Regions from separate parts of the Mus musculus genome. Here region 1 is linked to region 2. Evidence: chromatin contacts called from public Hi-C data. All regions are on one chromosome and are shown on one strand. The core of a region is the stretch at or near the end of the contact, and the rest is flanking DNA. Distances in the headings are between cores, read along the strand shown. Region 1 has its middle 21 kb from the start of Slc35c2. Region 2 overlaps Cdh22 (cadherin 22).

Region 1 (3,107 bases), core at 496-2,995, 65 kb before region 2:
AGTTCACCCATCCCGAAATGTCTATCATCTGTGGATGATTGGAACAGGTGAGAGGGCTGATCCTATCGAGGCAAAGCTGCAGGACCTCCATGACATTGCAGTAACAGGATAACCCGGAGGAGTCCCATTGAAAATGCACTTTTGATGCTGTCACAAAAGCCAGAGGTCTTGAACCAGACCAATGACTCAGTGCAATGAACATTTTGCACGTAAAGATGTGTGGACAGGGGGGTAGACTGTGGGACACACTGTAAACACGACAGCTTCCACGAGGAGATGTTTTTCTCTGCTTTGTTTTTTTTTATGTGTGCATGCATGCACGTGCACACACATATGTGTTTTATTGGGGGGGAAGGTTACAAGAGCAAAGGGCAGATATGAAGGGGGAGGGAGATGAGTGGTATTGGGTATATGATGTGAAACAAAGAATCAATAAACAGTTTTTAAAAAAAAAACAAAAAACCACCAACAACAATGTAGGTGAGATTGTTGAACTCGGTTTCCCTTGCTCCCACTAAAACTTCTTTTTTTTTTTTTGGTTTTTTGAGACAGGGTTTCTCTGTATAGCCTTGGCTGTCCTGGAACTCACTTTGTAGACCAGGCTGGCCTCGAACTCAGAAATCTGCCTGCCTCTGCCTCCCAAGTGCTGGGATTAAAGGCATGCGCCACCACGCCCGGCTCCACTAAAACTTCTTTACCAACTAAAGTATCTCCCAGTCCTGTTTTAGTTTGGGGGGGGGTTGTTTGTTTGTCTGAGCCCAGGTTTTATTCTGTAACCCAGGCTAGTCCTGAACTCATAGCAACCCTCCTGTCTCAGCCTTAGTACTAGAATTACAGGCCTGAGCCATCACATCCACCTTTCAACAGCCACTATAACTATTGACTACCTCACCATGATCTGCGGAGTATGTCTCCATATCATAGATATGCAAAATGTATGTGTGTCCTTCAACCCGCCCCGGAACGTGGAACCAGGACAAGTTACCAACCTTACTGTTTTCCTGTGATGAAGGCAAAGTGGGGAGCTGGTCCCCCTAGCAGGTCACACTGCCCAAATTTTAGCAAACATCTGCCACTGGTCACAAAACCCCCCTAAGGACTGTGGGTGAGACATGTATTGGCCCCACCATCTGGTTAGGCTAGCGCAAGCTCTGCGTCTCCTGCCTCAGCAATTGTCAATTGCTTCAGTGTTTACAGCTGGAAGATGGGCACACTGTGACACCTTTCTCCGTGGAAGGACAGGCATAGGGTTCTGGATGTAAGGCCTGACATGAGCCTTTCTGTTAGAACTCCCTGCCACTGGTTTCTTTGTATGGCATGAGGATCAGCAAGGCCTCCCTCCCCCACCTTTTTGGCAGAGGTTCCTGAAAGTCTGGGCTTCTGGGCTTCAACACTCCCAAGGTGGCCCCTGGCCTAATGGGGACTCTCCTAGGGCCAGACCATGCAGAGGGATGGGGACGGATGGCTGCCCCATACCCACACCAGTTCCCAACCGCTTTAGCAAGTGGAGGTCAGCCTCTGGAAATGACCCCGCAACTGCCAGAGTGCCTCACTCACAGGTTTAGAGCCTTCCCGGTTTGGGAGCACAAGCCTCAGAGGAGAGCAGCTTGGGGTTCATACATAATATGTAACGTCAGATTTAAATGTCACTGCTGCAGGCAGCTGACCCGGGTTCCCACACAATGGGCCGTGAGGGGTGCCTCCGCCGCCTCTTCATCTTCCTGGCGGTTGCTGACCAAAGAGAGGGAGATTTGGTTTCTTAAAAAACTAAACAGTTGTTGAGCACTCTGGCGTTGCCTGGGCAACAGCCGAGGGGGAGAGAGAAGCATCTTATTGTTTAAAGTTATTCTTGCTCGATTTCAAAGGTCTGCTCTGAAAAGACCGTATTCTCCAAACAGCCCAGGTTCTCCTCTTCAGCACAGGCATGCAGGCAGCTCCCGCTGCCCTCAGCCCCATCCCCACTCCAGCCCGAGGCTGTGGAAGGCGACTTCCCTGCTGTCTCCTGGGCATTGGTTTAGGGCCAGCGGGGCTCACCTGTAAAGACAGGGATTGCATGCTGGGATGCCCCAGCCACTGGCTTCTTTTCCAGCCACTCTGTGACCTGGGCATTTGATCACAATGACAGTGACTTGGGAGATGGCAACACACAAAGGCTCAAACACTCAAAGGAGAGATCCACACTGCATTCGAGAGGCAGGCGTCTTGATTCTCAACCCAGAGGCTAGATGAGGGTGACCATATCTGGCCATTATTTGTGGGCAGTAGCCCAGAGCAGTCATTGAGATCATTTGAGAAACTGTCCAGCAGCCTGGCATCCACATTCCTCTGCCCCTCCTACAACACCGTGTTGGGCTTGCTCGCGCTTCCCTCTTCCCCATGAGACTGTCAGCTCCCTGGCAGCAGGACCACGTCTATTCATCTCTGTGTGCTCTCATAAGCCCGAAACCCTTTCAGGAGCAAAGCAAATGCTGAAAACCCAAACAAGATGTACATATATTTTTAATTAAAAATGTTTAGCTTGTGAGTACATACACATGATACAGGACTCAGAAGCTTCAAGGGACCGAGGATACGTGTCTCACGGCACCCACTTGGTCTGCATGGGGAGACACATCGTTCCCTTCTTCCAGAAATGCCTGTCATACACAAGTGAGCATCAAATAAGATGTTACTCATATCTCAGGCCTTGGTATCTAGCACGGGTGTAGCACACAGTGACATATAAAAGAGTGAGAGCGGCTGGGAGAGTGGAGGCATAGAAGGGTGGCGGAGGAGTGGGAGGTTAGGTAGATGTATGAGTACATGGGTGAATATGTGGGTGGGTAGGTGGGTGGATAGAAGGATGGATGGGTGGATGGGTGGGTGGGTGGGTGGGTGGATGGATGGATGGATGGATGGAAGAGTGGGTAGATGGATGGGTGGTGGGTGGATGGGTGGGAGGATGTATGTATGTATGGGTGGGTGAATAGAAGGATGAATGGGTGGATGGGTGGGTGGATGGATGGAAGGGTGGTAGGATGGATGGATGGATGGATGGATGGATGGATGGATGGATAGATGGATAGGTGGTGGGTAGATGTATGGATGGATGTAAGGATGGGTGGGTG
Region 2 (3,437 bases), core at 867-3,366:
GTGATCAGGGCTGAATGAAATACAGAAAAGAGCAAGAGTATTGATAGAGACTTGGAGACAGAGAGAGGGGCTGCTGTCCTTAGAGTGTCTGGAATTCTTCCCTAAGAGGCACTATTTGGACAGGGTGTCCAGGGGTGGGGTGCGTTGGAATACTTCAGATACTGAGGGAGAGTGTTGAACCAGAAGGATGGACAAGGCCAAGGTTCTCAGATGGGAACAAGGTTGGCAAGCTGGCAGGAGAGGAGAGAAGGGGTGGGGCTGTGATCACAAAGGTCAAAGGGCAGATCATGTAGGGCCTTGTAGACATTCTGTCTTTAGTCCTGAGAAAGGCAGGGCCATTTTCCCCTGACAGCTTTACTGAGTATAATTTACATACTATAAAATTCATCCTTTGTAAGTGCACACGTAATGATGTCCAGTAAATTACTCTGCGGCACCTACACCACCATCCATCAGGATGTCTCTTGTACCCCTTCCTGCCTGTCACATCAGCCCACCCCCATTACCAGTCCCGAGCACACCAATCTGCCTCCTGTCTCTGTGGAGATGCCGATCTGGACATTCAGAGAGGGAGGCTTACGATTAGCACAGCTTTTCGTTCTTCAGGGAGCCGAGCATCAGAGATGTTGGCTCTCAGAGAGCCCCTTCGTGGGTACAGACCACATTACACATACACACATGTATACACATAACACATACACATATACACACATAACACACACATACACACACATGCCACACACACATAACACAAACACATACACACACATAACACATATACACACATACACACACACATACACACATAACACATATACACACACATACACACACAACACACATATACACACACATACAAACACATACACACACAACACATACACACACATACACACACACATACATACACACACATAAGACATATACACATACACACACATACACACATAGACACATACACACACATACACACACACATATACACACATACACACATATAACACACACACAGACACATACACACACATACACACACATAACATATATACACACACATACAAACACACACACAACACATACACACACATACACACATAACACACATACATACACACACACATATGCACACATATAACATATACACACACATACACACACATACAAACACATACACACACAACACACATATACACACACATACACACACACACATAACACACACACATAACACACACACTACACACATACACACTCTCATTTGACATCACTACAGAGGCGTGGGTGTGCTTCTGCTCTTTGGCTGAACTGTGCTGCCCTGTCTCTGTGTGGACCTTTGTCCCTTTGTCTCTGCCATAGATTCTCTGGAGTGGGATGACTGGATGGTGCGCTAACTTCATGTTGAACTGTATCAGACTGCTTTCGAATGGGCCACCCTGCGGAGCTTGCTCTACAATGAGTGGATGGAGGAGGGGCCATCCTCCTTAGGCTTCTTAGCGTATTTAAACAAACATGCCAAACTGAGGACAAAGTGAGCCTGGCACAGGTACCTCAGGCCCATGCTTAGACTGGCACTAAAGGCCTCGTGGAGGCCCTGGTCCAGGTCACCCCAGGATGCAAACTCGGTTTTCCAGCCTTGGAAAGGAGCAGGGAGGCCCGCCTCATCCCCTCCCTCCACTAGGACCAATCCCCAGCCAGTTTCCTCGCAGCCAAAGCGTGAAAACCGTGAAAACCGCTAGTTTGGAGAAGCACCCGCATCAGGCACGGACTTTTCGAAGCTGTGGAGCCCTCTCCCCCCAGGGAGATGACAAAATTTTCTTTGCAATTAAAATTCCTTTGAAACTGGGACCAAAGAAAACGCAGAGCAGAAAGCTTTTCAAACGGAAGGGAACGCTCCTCTGTAGCAATTACCGTGCCTGCATTCCAACAGGCTGCTTCCTCCTCCCTCCTGCCGGCGGCGCTGGGAGCTGTCCTGCCTGGGCTGGGCTTCTGCATTCACGGAGCCCCCCAGGAGCCTTTTCCTGGATGGTCCCTGCTTTTCTGCTCACTCATAGCTTCTACATCCCTCCCACATAACTAGCCTCCGTGCAGGCTCTGGCTGACGTGGTCCACTTCCTGTGAGACTCCCTTTCAGCCTGGTGAATGGCTCATCTGCTGAGCTGCCGATCCATCTGTGTGCTTACCAGTCCTTCCTGGTACCACTGCCTGGCGGCGGCCCTTCCCTCACTCACAGCTCACAGCTCACAGCCCTGCCTCTCAGTGCTCACCATTTCTTTTGGAACCTCATCTGAGCGAGATGCAAATGCCTTTAAAGAGCCGGGACGTTGCAGATCTGGCTTCAGGTCCTTCTTTCAATCAACAAATAGTTATTTTGTTTATTTTAGGGTCTCATTTAGTTCAGGCTGAGCTATAACCCTCGAGGTCTACCCCTTCTCCACTCCCGCAGAGGCCAATTTCCTCCAGGTTACACCTCCCTTGAGGCAACAGAGCTGTTCTAAAGTCCTACCAGCTGGGGACCAAATGTTCAAACTTGTGAACCTGTAAAGGTCCTTCGATTTTGTTTTTGAGACAGGGTCTCATATACCCCAGGCTGGCCTTGAACTCAGCAAGTGGCTGAAGATGCCCTTGATCTCTTGATCCCCTGCCTCTACCTCCAGGGTGTTGCTGGGACCACAGGTATGCACCTCATGTCTATTTTATACAGTGCTAAGGATCAAACCCAGGGCTCTGACCTGCTAGGCAAGCACTCTACTATCTGAGCTACTGCTCTAGCACAACAACTATTTATGAAGTCATTAAAATATGCCACATGTTGTGCCCAAGCCTTAGAGATTAGCCATCTCTGTGTTTAGAAACAAGGCACTGAGGTTTGGGGACAAACCCTTCAGCTTTAAGGAGCTAAGAGTGTTGGATAAAATACAAAAATCATCTTATTAAAGCATCAAAGAGCTGACAAGCAAGCCCTTTGTAAGGAATTACCAGGAATTATTAGGTCAAAACTGGAGGGAAAACAGAAAGCCGGGGGCCGTTAGAGAGCAGAGAGGCAGCGTTTGCCCTCAGGACATTGGCTGATCCCAGAAAAAGTGAATTCGGTTTTTAATGATCTCACAGTGTAAGGGGAATGGAAGTCCAAGTTCGTTGTCTGAAAGAGGAAGGAGTCAAAATGCAGACCCTCCCCAGACCCACTGGGATTCTCAAGGGCCCCTGAGGTACAGATGAAACAGAAGGGACCAGATGGGACTCACAGGGCCACTCAGCCATCCAGGGAACCCAGGGCTTCAAATTTTAAAATCGAATGCACAGCCAAGTGCAAGTGCTTTTTAAAGAAGAGAAATTCCACTCTTCCGGGGCTTCAAGTTCTCTCCTAAGATAAAAACTAAAAGACAACAGTCAACACATAGCTGGAGAAAGCCAGACATGTCAAGAGAACAATGCAGGAG

Evidence for each region. A called contact is a pair of places that touch in the nucleus more often than the background predicts.
Region 1: a Hi-C map of cortical neurons shows a contact between it and region 2, with 1.9 times the contacts expected there. The contact joins two enhancer-like sites. A contact is called at or near these places in 1 of 39 promoter capture datasets (3T3-L1-derived adipocytes), 1 of 15 datasets of contacts at CTCF or cohesin (the NIH/3T3 cell line), 2 of 484 Hi-C or Micro-C datasets (the N1E-115 cell line and cortical neurons), 2 of 115 datasets of contacts at active chromatin or transcription factors (embryonic hindbrain and embryonic stem cells) and 2 of 9 other capture datasets (adipose tissue and pancreatic islet).

What each region holds. Positions count from the first base shown.
Region 1 is chr2:165,265,614-165,268,720 of GRCm38.p6, reverse strand. No RefSeq gene overlaps it. Among named protein-coding and RNA genes, the nearest start is that of Slc35c2, 21 kb to the left of the region's middle. Within about 2 kb of position 1,745, at least 15 of the 459 cell types and tissues checked have an H3K27ac peak or open chromatin away from gene starts, as enhancers often do. A contact at or near this core is called in cortical neurons, where this site is marked.
Region 2 is chr2:165,200,565-165,204,001 of GRCm38.p6, reverse strand. All of the region lies in intron 1 of Cdh22 (cadherin 22), which reads left to right. Among named protein-coding and RNA genes, the nearest start is that of Gm36803, 7.2 kb to the left of the region's middle. Within about 2 kb of position 2,116, at least 78 of the 459 cell types and tissues checked have an H3K27ac peak or open chromatin away from gene starts, as enhancers often do. A contact at or near this core is called in cortical neurons, where this site is marked.